Linked DNA regions of Hordeum vulgare: regions 2 and 3 are each linked to region 1. A link is a contact called in public Hi-C data. All regions are on one chromosome and are shown on one strand. Each heading gives the region's core, a stretch centred on a gene start, on an enhancer-like site or on the middle of the called end of the contact. The rest is flanking DNA. Distances are from core to core; before and after follow the strand shown. Region 1 holds the start of LOC123425740 (mitochondrial pyruvate carrier 4-like). Region 2 holds the start of LOC123425742 (G-type lectin S-receptor-like serine/threonine-protein kinase At2g19130). Region 3 holds the start of LOC123425739.

The links. A called contact is a pair of places that touch in the nucleus more often than the background predicts.
Region 2: a contact with region 1 is called in a Hi-C map of seedling, with 4 times the contacts expected there. The contact joins the promoter of LOC123425742 here to the promoter of LOC123425740 in region 1. A contact is called at or near these places in 3 of 6 Hi-C or Micro-C datasets (leaf and seedling) and 1 of 1 datasets of contacts at active chromatin or transcription factors (embryo).
Region 3: a Hi-C map of seedling shows a contact between it and region 1, with 3 times the contacts expected there. The contact joins the promoter of LOC123425739 here to the promoter of LOC123425740 in region 1. A contact is called at or near these places in 1 of 6 Hi-C or Micro-C datasets (seedling) and 1 of 1 datasets of contacts at active chromatin or transcription factors (embryo).

The regions. Positions count from the first base shown.
Region 1 is chr2H:179,177,732-179,182,532 of MorexV3_pseudomolecules_assembly, reverse strand. LOC123425740 (mitochondrial pyruvate carrier 4-like) reads left to right here and starts at 2,036. Exons shown (of 6, transcript XM_045109454.1): 1 at 2,036-2,257; 2 at 3,755-3,880. The coding sequence starts at 3,826.
Region 2 is chr2H:179,736,215-179,741,015 of MorexV3_pseudomolecules_assembly, reverse strand. LOC123425742 (G-type lectin S-receptor-like serine/threonine-protein kinase At2g19130) reads right to left here and starts at 1,843. Exons shown (of 1, transcript XM_045109456.1): 1 at 1-1,843. The coding sequence starts at 1,541. LOC123426060 reads left to right here. Exons shown (of 3, transcript XM_045109834.1): 3 at 1,841-2,196. The coding sequence ends at 2,123.
Region 3 is chr2H:178,630,193-178,634,993 of MorexV3_pseudomolecules_assembly, reverse strand. It overlaps LOC123425739, which reads right to left and starts at 2,535. Exons shown (of 5, transcript XM_045109450.1): 1 at 2,127-2,535; 2 at 1,164-1,227. The coding sequence starts at 2,404.

The DNA of each region.
Region 1 (4,801 bases), core at 787-3,286:
TCTCCTCTCTCAAATGGTGAATAGTAAGCGAACTCTTAAGGTTATCCTTCCTCCTACCACTCCTGTTGTCTTCATACATCTCCCATAGCTTCAACAAGGCATTCTGCATTGTAGGAGGCCACTCTGGGTCAACCCATTCAACAAAAACCATAGTTCTCAGCTTCCTGCAATGTAAACAACACTTATATTGTTACTAACTATGTAAGTGCTTTCCAATTGACACATGACACATGATTGCAACACTTATGTTGTTACTAAGTGTGTTTTTTCAACTTCCTGCAATATAAACAAGCACTGGACCCTAGCATGTGCAAACCAATCTCCTAGGCAAAGTATTTAAGCACCGAACTATTAACAACTCCCTCTAAAAAATAACTGAACTATGAGCATCTCACACTAAAAATAACTGAACTTTGAGCAACTAACAATAAAGAAACAACTCAAACTTTGAGCATCTCACACAATCAGTAAGATGCCCAATTAAAGAATGAACATCTAACACTAAACACTCACTGAATTTTGAGCATCTGACAGTAAACAATCATTTAGCTGTCCAGTTCGGTACTCGGGTAAAATAAACAATGAACACCTGCACCGCAAACTAAGGTGTTGACCTATTATAAAATTAACATCTACTACACAAATTTAAAATACATGGAAAGCATCACCACATGGTTACTCCAATGATGAGCATCATCAATAATAGTCCCTCCATTCCTAAATATAAGACCTTTTAAAAATTTCACTATAGACTAGATACAGAGCAAAATGAGTGAATCTATATTCTAAAATATGACTACCTACATCCGTATGTAGTTCATAGTGGAATCTCTAAAAGATCTTATATTTAGGAACGGAGAGAGTAAATGGCTAAAAACTGACCGTGAGTACTACTAAATGGCTACAAAATGACCATCAGAGCCGCCCAATTAAATAATGTGCATTAACACAGTGATAAGCTAAAGACTAGGAATTCTATCACAATTGTCCAATTAAACAATTACACAATCTGCATCAGCACATGGCTAAACTAAAAATGACCATCACATCTCTCAAATTAAATTATGCACCCGACCATGTGTTTACTATCATTGTCAAATATTGTGCAACATATTACCTTCTTAACATATACTAAGAACCTTCTTCCCGTGCCAAATCCTTCAAAGGCCACAACCTCTCAGCTGCCACACCATGGTGCTCGCAAGGAACCATCGATGTTGTCTCAATGTCCATGTAGTCTTCGTCTTCAATGCTAGCAGGGATCTACAAGGGCAAAAGCAACCAAAGTCCTCAAATCAAATCAAAACCCCAAAGAGCACAAACCTCAACCCTAGTTCTTCCACTCATCTGGTACTGCATGCCGTCGGAGGAGGGGCTGATGTACTATAGACTGGAGTAGTCGTTACTGCTCTCGTCCTCGTACACCATGTCGCGACGACGATAATGGCGGTGACGGGAGTCGACGGCAAATCGAAGGGGAAGGGGGAGAGAGCTCGAGGAGAGCAAGAGAGTGTGGCGGGGGTTCAACTCGGTTCGACCAAGCCCACTTAGACCGACCGCACCGACCTTGTCCTAGTCAGTAGAGCGACACGCGCCGGTTGATCAACGTCTCACCTGACACGTATGACTAGTGGTACCGATTCGTTACATTATACCAAAATGTGATAGTTCCATGTATAATTAACTTGCCCATTTAAGGTTGTAGCCGGAGAAGTTGGTTCCAGGTTTGGGAAGAGCTTTCCAACCGATTTTGGAAAGTCTCTGGTCGGTTCTTTTCCTTTTGGTTTTTTAATGGTTTTTTTGTTCGCTTTTGAGCGGGTTTTTCTTCTCAAATACATGAACCTTTTTCAATTTTGTTATTATTTTAATCAGCGAGCTTTTTTCTAATTCATTAACTTTTTCATGTGATGAATTTCTTTTTTCAAATTCGTGAATTGTTTTCATTTTTTCAAACTCGTCAACTTTTTTTATTTTCACGAGTTATGTGGCCCAAGAGCATACAACGGCACCAGGCATTGCGACGGTGGCCCAATTGCGGAGAAACGAAAAAAAATTTAGACTGTGGCCCAAAGCAGCCACTGGAGTCTATCGCCAAGCGGTCAAGGCGCTCGCTTGAGACTCCAGCGCAGGCCTTGTCGTCGGACGCCTCCCTCACCTGCGCGACTTGAAAGGGACACCTCACCTGAACCATATCTACCACCCCATCCCCTCTTCTCATCGGCTTCTTCGGTTCCGGCGACCGGCGGCGGCGTCTCAGGTGACCGATCTCTAACCCTCCTCCCGCTCTCTACAATCCGCAGGGATACGCAACTAATCTGATGGTTCTCTTGGGGGAGATGCGACCCATGACCACGATTTAAGTTTGACCATGGATTTCGAAGGAACGATCGATATATACGGCTGTACCCATTCGCCTTCGCCTGGATCGAGTAGGATCGAAACAGTCAAACAGACGACAGAGGGTGAGCGAGAGGTCCGGAACGGCGGCGAGGGCTCAAGCCCACTGCGACCACTGGCGACCTCAAGGGCGCTCTCTCCCGGTCCCGTCAAGGTTCTCTTCCCGCTGGCCCTCATTCTGCAGCCACCGGCCTGGACCCTCCTTGGCTTTCCGCCTCCTCGGCGCGAATAATTGTATCATGTGTTCATATGCACATGATGCTTATTTCAACAGATAGTGGACAATGTTGGGAACCAGAGTCGATAATTTCAACTTTTGTTTTTGTTTATATGTATGTCTAGTTGGACGGACTTCTGTCCACGGTTGTTCTATTTAGAAACCATCCATACTGTGGGTAGTAGCTATTCTGAATTGATAAAACGGATTGGTATGTTAGTTCAGTACTCTTGTAGAAGGAATTGCTGGTTGAGAAGATATAATTATGAAAATGACATTCAAAGCATATTTCATGAATGCTATTCGTCTTGGGACATGTTCTTCAGTTTGGCATATACTGTTGCGTACCCAATATTGAATACCATTGCCTTTTGTTTTCATTCCTGAGATTCATATGTTGTGAGTTATTCTCTTCCATTGAAAGTTGTGACTCAGTGTATGGTATGAACATTCATATTATGATTAGGATGCCACATATTTTGTAGATAGAGACAATTCTCGTAGTACAGTACATGATACCAAATTAAAGTTTATTGATAAGTTCAAATAAGTTCTAACTCATGGAGCGTGATGATAACTTGTGTTGTTTCTTCCTGATTTAAAAGCCAACTTGGCAAACTAACAGTTCCTCAGCTGGCTTCAGTTCTAGTTTGGTAGCAGCTCAACATATGAGTCGGAGCAGGGCCAAACACGTCTCTACATTATTTTTTCTGCGGAAGCAAACTGGCCCTTACATAGCGTCTTTGTTATCAAGTTTGTGTTATAGTCAATGGCACAAATCACTATAATATGGTTTAACTATCTAATACTCCCTCCCTCCCAAAATAAGTGACTCAACTTTGTACTAACTTTAATACAAAGCTAGTACAAAGTTGAGTCACTTATTTTGGGACAGAGGGGAGTATGTAATTATGTATGTATGTTGAGAGTTTATGCCCATTATTGATGCGGGTTATTGTCTATCATGTTCTTGCTATGGGCTTTTTTTTTGTTCTTATGTTGCATGAATTTGACCCCTAGAGTAAAAATAAAATCCCACCAATATCGAAACTTCTGCACAGTCATATTCTGACTGAGTTTTGCTATTTTATTATGCTGATTGTGGAGGATTTACAGGTACGATTTTATGTCTGCTTGTAGGGGCACGGGACAGCAATTAAGTGAGTGAAAACAGGTCGTTCAAAAAAACAGGAAGGCCCGTGTTAGTTTCAATGGCTTCTTCAAAGCTTCAAGCTTTTTGGAACCATCCCGCTGGCCCCAAAACCAGTTAGTGATATTCACATCCCCTTAAGTTTCTAGTTGTTATTTCTGTTTTGGTTGTCAATCGCCTCCTTTATTTTAGATATTGTATGTACCAAGACTCTTTAATGATTTCTATGGACACCAAGATAGCTTGCACATGTTGTTTTCATCCAGTAGGATACTACCAGCATTGCTTAGAAGTGATAGACGATTGCCAGACTATATAATTTAGGAGAGTGATGCTGGGGATTCTTTGTTCAGTTCAAAACAGTAAGAGAAAAGTAGCAACCAGGTACAGCTTACCAGAAACCCCTTTTGGAAGGACCAACATCTATACTAGGAGAAATCGGTTGTTCTAAGAATGGCTGTCTTTGATCATGTTCCGGTTCTGAATTGGTTGATATAAAAGATTAAAAGGCCAATGTTGGCTTATTCTGCCTGTTGATGGACGTTTTGATTTTTCTTTCTCCTTTTAGCCTGTTCCTATGTGCAATTTGATTTGTGTTGGGCGTGCCAGGTTTGTGGCATCCCTTAAACCCAGAAGTACGATATACTCTGCTTTTCCTTATATGGGACTGGGATGACGACTTCCCTTGTATTGAAAAAAAGACTAGGAGAAAAAAAAAGTCAGCGAGAATACAAAATAACAGCCAGATTGCTGACCCCTCCTGCAGATGGCCACTGTGTTCATGGTGCAATTCTCTGATGACATTTTTTGTTGTTGTGGGTACTCTGATGATCCATTTGATTCTGGTACTAGCCGTAGCCAGTTCCACCTTCTCCTTACCATTGCTGAGTAGGCACCTATGTTGCTGTGTGGAAGTAAAAAAATATTATGATGCATCAGCGAGTTAGCCAAGAAGAGGGCAGGCCTGGCACAGTGGCGAAGTACTCTCCACTTGTGCCAAGTGGTCCTGGGTTCGAAACAGCCTCTCTGCATTGAAC
Region 2 (4,801 bases), core at 594-3,093, 560 kb before region 1:
TCTGGGAGCTTCCCTTTGAACACCGAGCCGAAGGCACCTCCCCCCAGCTTCTCTGAGAAGTTTTTGGTGACATGCTGCAGATCACTGTACCTGAAAGCAATCAATGTGCCGCCAGCAGTCTTTGATATTCGAAGAGTCCTTTCTCGGCGGAACTTCTGATATACGAAGAAAAACACAATTGCAAGGATTATCAGAATTGCAGCAACTCCACCAACAACTCCACCAACGATTGTTGCCTTCTTCCTTTTTGGGTCTTGCAGCTCGGACGCTGCAAGCCTGAGGAAGAGTTTGCCAACTCCATTTCCACTGTACTGTTCTTGGAGGTTCACCAGGTCCCCAGACCAAATAAAACAGCCACTGGTATTGTAAGTGTAAGCATCGCATGAACAGCTTTTCAGACAAGCCTGCTCACATTCTTTCGAGCTGGCGCCCACTGCCCTCTGAGCATTGTCAGGTAGCCTCACGCCTGCCATGGTATAGAACTTATCAGGCTTGGTCTGCCCGGAGGTCGAGTTGGTCTGGCACTGCAATGGTACGTTCCTCTTGCACCCACCCCTGTAATCCTCGAGATCCCAATCACTCTGGACCTTCTGGCTGAACCCCTTGATGCAGTTGCAGTACGGCAGCGCAGCCTCACTGCAGCTGCCGTATGCCCCACAGAGTGCATACACCTCACACTGCGTCCGTGGCTGTGACCAGAACAAGATCCACTGCTGTGAGTATTCCACCCATGTCAGCTGCTTGATCTGTCCGGTCACGTCCATGATGAACCGCGAGATGACTGTATCATCCTTCATTGAGTAGTAGAAATAGCTTTCTGTGGCATTGTCGACGAATTGGAAGTCGTATCTGAAATTGGCCGTCATCTCTGGCACGAGGCTGAAGATATTGCCGTTCCAGGGGCCACTGGTCCAGTAGTTTATGGATTCATTCCACTGGATGAAGTACTGTTTTGTGCCATTGGGGTCTAGCTCCAGAGAGAACAACCCAGGAGATGGGTTTTCTTTGTTCTTCCAAGGAAGAAGTCTCTGGCTCAGACCCGTGGTCTTGTTCAGCCCGAGCTTGCCCCCCGGAAGCCAGGTGTTTGTGGGATGGTCTATGCTTCGCCAATAAACTATCGATGAATTGGAGGCATCGGTGAGCTCGAGGCTACCGCTGTCCCTGATGGTGGCCATGGTGGAGTTGGAGGCTATACTTACATTGGTCGACCATAGCAGCTGGTTCTTGGCTTGATCAAGGAGGACAAGGTTGCCGTCGCGGGCGATTTCCAAGGAGGCGGTGGCCGGGTCGGACACCGGCTTGTCGGTGTTCCACACGGTGGTTACCTGTGGTATGTTGCTGTACCATATGGCTATGTAGTAACTGCTGGAGGTGGAAGAGGCGGTGTTACTCTGCGATGGGGAGTGGAAGCCCACGGTGAACTTGTTGCCCTGGGACAAGATCTTCTGTGACCCGGACAAGGGTGTGGTGGAGTTGATGGTGTCGCCGGCCTTGCAGAGTAGGATTTGGACGAAAAGGAGGAGGAGGAAGAAGGGAGCCATGGATCATGGATGGGAGCTTGGAAGAATAGTCAGGGCTTGACCGAGGATGGGAGCCTGAACTCTGGAGACAGGACTAATTAAATAAGCAGCCTTCTTTGACCTGGTAAACGCCCAACGCCCTGCTGCTGCTGAATAGTACTGCTCCTATAGATGAATTACTCACAAAATAGTAAAATCTCGTGTTGAAATTTATGACCACATGGCTAATGGTGTTTTGTTTTTCTTGCTTGATTTATGTTTTATTTTTCTTGCAAATATCTGGCTCCTGCCATGATGCTGACTGTTGCTGATTAAGAAAGGGAGAAAAATGGTGTGAAGCCAGAAAAGTGGTTTTCCGGCGGCAGAGGCACCAAGGGGAGCGTTGACTTGGAATGTTTAAACGAAGGCAGATCTTTGGCCGCAACTTTTACAAGACTGATGACTTGTCATCTTGTGAATCTACTACTCAAGTTACAGAACTTCTTTTGTTTAGGCTATTACTTCCAGAATTCAACCTCCAACCTTGACCAGATGGCGTCTCCTCTGGAAGATAGGATCTACAACGGGTACTTACCTGGTCACGGTGAATTACCGGAATTTTGAAATGTCTCCTGGTCTGTTTGATTTACAGTGCGTCAGTTCACGGTTGCGATTATCAAAGTCATGTTAATCATCATCGTGATTGCGGTCTCCACTGGAGGCGTGAATGGTGTCCATTGATACGTCTCTGGTCACCTTTTCCTTCTTTTTTCCAGCTGTAGCACCTCAGTAACTCGAGCGCGGAGACGAATAAGCTCTGACCCAGTCCTCATACTATGGTGCCCAAACTCGGGCAAAATGACCTGTCGGAAAAAGGAACGTGATGGCCGTGTTTGACCGGTAACAATGCTAGATGCAGTCACCCCTTTTCCCGATTCCTCGGCTAAATCATGGTTCAGGCAGCGCCCTGTCCTGCTCGGCCATTCAAGAGCTTTTATGATACGGTCCCAGCACCAGGTGGCGTTAAAGGTAGCGTACGGATAGAAACGAAATAGAGGAGACATCAGCACGCGAGGCTACATCCGTATATAGTGGTGATAGGAGGAATATACGAGTATTGATGGAGCACACTGACGACATCTCCAATGGCTGTAAAATAGTTGTTGGTAAAGTTTACCATCTAAGATATATAATGATATGACAATAAATAAATAAGGAGAGAGAAAAGTTGCATGTAGATTAATCAATAACTCTTGCACAAGCTTCAAGGTTACATAGAGAGCAATTGCATTTATTCCAACTTCTCCTAAGAGCAATTGCATTTATTCCAACTTCTCCTATTGAATAATTTAGATGCAATCATTGGAGTAGTTGTATGATCCCTTGTTGGTTGATGACATGGATAATTTTACCAACAAGACTACATACAAACTATTGAAGATGCCTTGAACATGTGATGTACGAACCTCGGAAGGCATATAATGTGGGGTTTGTATATATTACCCCGGAACGCATCTAGGATATATGATGATGTTGCAATAAATAAATAAGAAGAGAGAGGAAAGTTGTATGTAGATTAACCAACATCTCTTGCATAAGCTCCAAGGTTACATAAAGAGTAATTGCATTTATTCCATCTTCTCCTAATGAATAATTTACATGCAATCATTGGAGTAGTTGTATGATCCCTTGTTGGTTGATAACATGGATAATTTTACCAACAAGACTGCATACAAACTATTGAAGATGCCGTGAGCATGTGATGTACGGACACCGGAGTGCATTTAATGTGGGGTTTGTATATATCACCCCGGAACGCGTCTAAGAGCATCTCTAGTAGACCCCGTATGTCGTCGACCCGTAAAACTCGTTTATAGTTCGCGGGAAAACGGTTTTGCGGGCCATCAGGGGCGCCGGCCGAACAGATCCCGCAAAATGGAACTGTAAAACGGAATATTCGTGGATATTCCGTTTTACAATTCCACCATGCACTGCCGACGCTTGTGCCGGCCCGCATATCAGATGCGGTTTTATCTAAATTTTACACATATGCACATATTCAGAATTAGTCTTGCATCAACATGTGTGTTCCCGAGATGGCAATTTCGAGGAATGCAAAGACGGCCAACGATCGATCCTTGCTGCCTCTTTCGGTTCTCATCTTCGTGCTCCTTCATGGCAAAGGTCATCGCCAATGTTTGTTGGTGATAGTTGACAAGCAGTGTCTCAACATCCGAATCGGACGAATCGTCGAGCAAAAACTTCTCACACGGGCTCAATTTCATCTAAGTTCACAAATATGCGCGCCGCGTTAACCAACTATGCATGCCGCTTGACACAAGCACAAGTACAAACTCACCGGCTGCTTCGGGGCGGTGGCTCTCCAACGGTGGACTGGTGGGTCCGGGGAGCCGGTGCAGCAGCTCGGTGGAAGAGGCTAGGGCGCGTTTGGGGGGTCTGGTCAGGCAGCATTTTCCGCGCCGACCCATATTTTGACGGTTATTTTGCGGGACGCGGCTTTATACGGGGTCTGCTAGAGATGCTCTAATGTGGGGTTGTATATATCTGAACGACGGTTCAGACGTACTTTCTTTCGAGGAGCTTTGCGGGTGTTCGGACAACACTTAAGCCCGATTCTGATCATCCTGGCCCATCCCAACACCTCCTTCCTGGTCCGTGCGTTCCCGCACGACGCCGCTTGTTCGCATTCATGTCGTTGTAGAGCGCATCACTACACATTGAAGATGGCTCAGGACGGGTGTGACCTCTCGTTACCTTACCTTCGCTATTGAAGCGACGCGCCGGCCAAGGGCGTCGCTCTCGACACGTGCCCTCGACGTGCCAGGTTGAACACGCCTCCTCGTCATAGTCAAACACCTAGACCCGCGTGGAAGCCAAAAATCCTACTTCGGCTACACGTTTGTTTACGAACGAACAACATTAAACACAATGCAGGACAATCTCCTCTTGTCAGCACGCTATTTAAAGGAAACCATATGTTGGGCAAGAGTCGCACCACTTTGTCGGTCCCTATCTCTTCCTTCCATCATTATCTCCACCTTTTCGATGGCATCCGAGAAGTAGGAAGAGCAATTCTTCGGCATAAAAGCCAGCTAGGTGGCCCGACGGATACGAGCAAGGGAGACGGTTGCTCCACCTCCCCCTAGCCTAATGGAGCAAGTCACCGCTCCAAGCCAACGCGTGGTTCACCAACTCGCCGCTCGAAAACCGATGAGGCACACATGGGATGTAACGTCCCCATTTTGATTGAACGCTAATCATACACGCAAATGCGTATGATC
Region 3 (4,801 bases), core at 1,286-3,785, 550 kb after region 1:
AGTTCTTAAAAAGAACATAAGCTTAACAACACAGCTCAAGTAAACTTATGGTAAAACTGAAAATGTCAGATTCAATGGGAATAAGAGTATGTTACAGAAAGCAACAATAGTTGTAATTCTCAAAAGACTTCGCAACAGGGCAGGAAAACAGAGAGAACACAAATTTATCAGCACGTATTGGGAGACATGGAGGATAAAGCACATTTGGTTGATAGCCACATCTTGCCAAATTTCGCCACAGATGACAGAACTGTTTGTGACCACTCTTTTGCTTCACTGGCAAAACTGCGGCAGAACCACACTTCTTAGTGACCTGTCCCACCTAACATAAACTCACTTTTGCGGAACCTTAAAAAAATACGTAACAACTAATTTGTTTGGCACACTTTGCGTGGCTTGTCATGGCAAGTCACATTGGCAAGTCAAATTCTTGTGTGCATCGACCTAGTCAACATGAATGACACCCTGCCCTTTTTTTCCGAGCTTCTCCATACCCTAAAGGATAAGTTCTAGTAATATGATCTCTAGTTATATTATATTTTGGAGGGAATGAGACTGCACGTTATACTTGTGAGAGGGTCGACTTTTAATTTGTTTAACTTGCCAATGTGAACAGGGCAGGATGGCCTTCCTGTTGACCATGTCTAAGCCCAAAAGAATACATAACTATCCAAGCAAATCCTGTTCACATTGGCAAGTCAAACATCCTATGCATTATCTTCTCTGTTGTATAAACTAGTCAGAAGACAGCTTTGCTAATTGTTGTCTAAACAACTAAAATGGAAATGGCATTCATTTCAACAAATTTAGCAAGAGACATTCTAACAAAATATTCCACAGCTCTAGCATTAGGAGGAAGTTAGAATAAATAGAGAAAAATCACATACATAATTAAGAAGTTAAGATGTTTACTTTTCAGGGCAGCTATATTCGTAATAGTCTACAGAACTCTAAAAGGGTTGACCTACAAGAAATTCTGCATTTGGTACTGGAATAAAGAGCCTACCTGAACCAAACGGTTTCCTACTTCCTACCAACGGCAGCATCTTAAACTAACCTCAACTGGTTTTGCATGCTTACCTATATTACACAGCAACGTGACCACCCTTTTGGCACAGAAAAATGACAAGCAAGAAATGGGCAAGACATGGTATTATCTGTACCTGAAGGAAGCAAGATCCGAGATTGGCTCTCCGCATGTTCTTGCCAAACCTATAGCATGGGCAACTGCAAGTAGTCGCAAGCAAACAAGAAAGTTAAAGCGAAGATCCTCAAAAGTTTAATCACAGCTGCACATTAAAATATGCTGTACAGCAGAGGAAAATGGAATCTTTTTCAAAGACAGTCGAATAGAACAAAGGCAGAAGTTCAAAAGGGGTAAGACCTCACGTTGGGGAATGTTCCCTACTAACTTATCTTAAACATGTCAATTTTTCTTTCATGACTCAAGCTAGGAAATACTTTTCAGTACTCGAATTAACCAACCTAAAATCCAAGAGAAAAACTAAACCTCGAGCAGATTCTATCACTTATCACCCATGAGTCTTCATCAGATGATCAGAGATATGAAGTATTCTTTAAGGACAGGTAGCACTAATTAGGGAGAAACCTTCGTTTGGCGTAGGAATTTCTTCTTCCACGACTCTAGCTAGAAAGAAGTGACAAAGGATGAATCCAGAAAGTCTCATCAAACTGTGGTGGACTTTCACTAGTATTACATTACAGTTAACCAAGCAATACTCCAAGACAGAAATTAATGACGGAGCTAAATAGTAAATCTTGTGTCTAATCATAAAGAAATTATGGCTAAATTAGAGAACACTGATGGCATTTCAAGCAGTATCCATTTTTTCCCCAAGGGGAAGACCCCGGCCCGTGCATCATGAGGATGCACACAGCCAAAAGAGGCAGTATTCATGCGAGACAAAATACTAGGTACTAGTAGTATTCCACATCGAGTTGGCATAAAGACAGCAGCGCAGTTTATGCCCAAATCCGCACAAAATCAATATGGAAAGATTGAGCTAAACTAGCAGTAGAATCTCCAAGCTTTCCCGTGGCAACCCACCAAAAACAGCAGGTGGTTGGACGGATGAAACGAGCGGTCAAGAGTTAGCTCCACCTACCAGGCGGCCTCGAGCGCGATTCGGCGGTCCTCCAAGCAATCAATCACCACGTCCCCCTCCCACATCCTCTGCACGCCTCCTCCGCCGGCGGCCCCTTCGGCGCCGCCCGCGCACGCCGCCGCCTCCCCCATGCCGGCGCCCTTCCTCCTCTCCGCCGACATGGCGACGGACGCGCAGAGCATGTCGAAGTCCAGCACCGCCATCGCCTCCTCCTCGTACTCCTCCTCCTCCGGGCGGCCCCTAGGCGCCGTGGACGCCTCCTCCTCCGCCGCGGCCATGGATGGACGGAGCCTCGCTCGCTCGCTCCCTCTCTCTCGCTCCCTGTCCTGAAGTTTTTGTTCCGTATGACGTTACTGCTACTCGGTCCCGTGCCGCGCCGGGTTTTTAACGTCTTATTAATAAGCGCCTCCGATTGAGAGAGGGAGAGGGAGAGGGGGGATGGCATCTTCCGATTGGGATTTTCTTTCTTTCTGGGAGTAATACGTATACCTGTTCGCACTCGCTTCGGCGGCCGATTTGCCCACGGTGAGGTGGGTCCAGCGGGGCCCGGCTGTGCGAGGGGCCCCACGCGCCAGCGGAGGATGGCGGGGAACACGTGGGTGGGTGAGTTGGTGCCGGGAGGACGAGGCGCCCGAATTGCCGGTGGTTAAATCGGGTAATTAGCCCCCGCGGCCGCTAATAATAATAACAATAACGTAACGCGCGTGGTCTGGGAGGGGAGGGGAGGGGAGTAGCCTGGCGGTGGTTGGACTTTGGATTGGGCCGCCGCGCCCGCGCCTGCTCCACAGTCCAGACTGGATGCGGGTCCGCCTGTCAGTCGGATAGAGTTTATGTCTCGTTGCGCTTATCCGGTTTTCGGAGAAAGGTCGCCGCTTCGGGGCTGCTGACGCTGCAATCATACTCTGGTTGCGTATGCAGGAACAGAAATTTGTTGGGTTGTTCCGCCAAACCAACAGAATGGCCATGCTCTTGTCTTTCGGCCCTGTTTCGATACTCTAATTTAGCTAGAGGTTAGAGTTAGTTTTTAGCTCATGACTAACGTTAGACTAACTCTAGCCAAAGAGATGTTTGGATGATAGGGTTAGATTAACAATAGTTGTACTTAATGGAGAGAGGAAAGTGATTTTTTAGTGGGTCTCATGAAAACTAGCTCCAATTAACATCTATTACCTGGTGGATAGAGAGAGAAAAGTGACTTTTTGTGGGCCCCATGAAAACTAGCTCCAATTAGCACCTCTTGGGTGGGCTAGTTTTTTGGGTGGGTTAGATGCAACTAGCTCCAATCTAACCCTCATGTTTGGATACTTTAGTGCTATTTGAGCCCCAACTAGCTCAAACTAACTCTAGTATGTGGATCCAAACAGGGCCTTCGTTTCGTTTCTTTCTCACGCGAAGGATTGTACTAGTTTTTTATTTTCTTTCCTTTCTCACGAGATCCAATGACTTGTGCACCTGACCCCTCTCCACATCCAGGGCCGGTCCTGAGATTTCGGGGGCCGGGGCGAAACTAGAACCCGAGGCCCTTTAACATAAAGTCATAAACCTAAAAAATGTTTTGTGTAACGCTTAAAATGCATTTAAAATCACATAATTTTTACATATGTACCTCAAAATTTGAGTCTAACATTCCCAGATGCAATCACAAGGATGATGGTATTGATATCAATCTTATTCAACAATTTATTCTTGATATACTAAGTTGCAAAACTTTTAACCTCTCTTGGACATTTATGTATCTCGCATTATTCTCCATTATTTTCATCAATATGTAGCTATTTGAAAGATGCATGTAGTGCTTCTTGTAGTAGAACAAAACCAATCATACCTTGATCATCATCAACTCATGTAGTGCCTCCTTGTTCATGTTCTTCTTGATAAGAATCTTTGTTTTTTATGAAGCATTAGAAATATCTTCTAAGCCCTGGAGATAAAACACATGTATAGTGAGTCAATCAGTCAAACTTTACAAACTACAGTATATGAGAAACCCATTGAACGGACAGAAAATCCAATACTATTTGATATCATCTCCAAATCCAAAAACATCATTTTCTATCAAAACATTGATACCGGAGATCTAAGTTGGAATCTTCAATACGGAAGGAACCATCAACATGCCTTGGACATAATGCTTTTTGCAGCTGCACTACAAAACCATAACATTGATTATCGAGTTAATAAATAACTTGACACGATTCAATGATTAATCATAATCCTGCTGCAGTAGACATCGTCCCATATTCCCAATTTTCATAACCGAGCAATAGCACCATGGCTACTAATTTTGAAATGCCAAACAAAAATCCTCTCATTGTAACTATAAATTTTTCCGTCGAAATCAAGAAACCCCAAAATTCATAAAACCCACAAGATTGAATAAAAAAGGAGCAAATTGACCCTACTCTAGATGACTAGCCTATTTGGATGCTCCTCCTCTGTCGTAGTGTCGCTGCCGCATCGGAGGCAAACACGCAATGGCCTTGCCGTGATTGGGATGGGAGTTTGAGCGTGACGACCTAAAAACCAAGACTGAGCATTGTGCGTTAATTTTCTTTTACCTTGGGTCTTCCTCAACGATGGTAATGATGCCCATAGCGCTGGGCCAGGCCCATTATCTCCGCGTGGTAGTCATGTGCACCTGCGGGAACACAAGGAAACTGGAACAGGATCTTGTC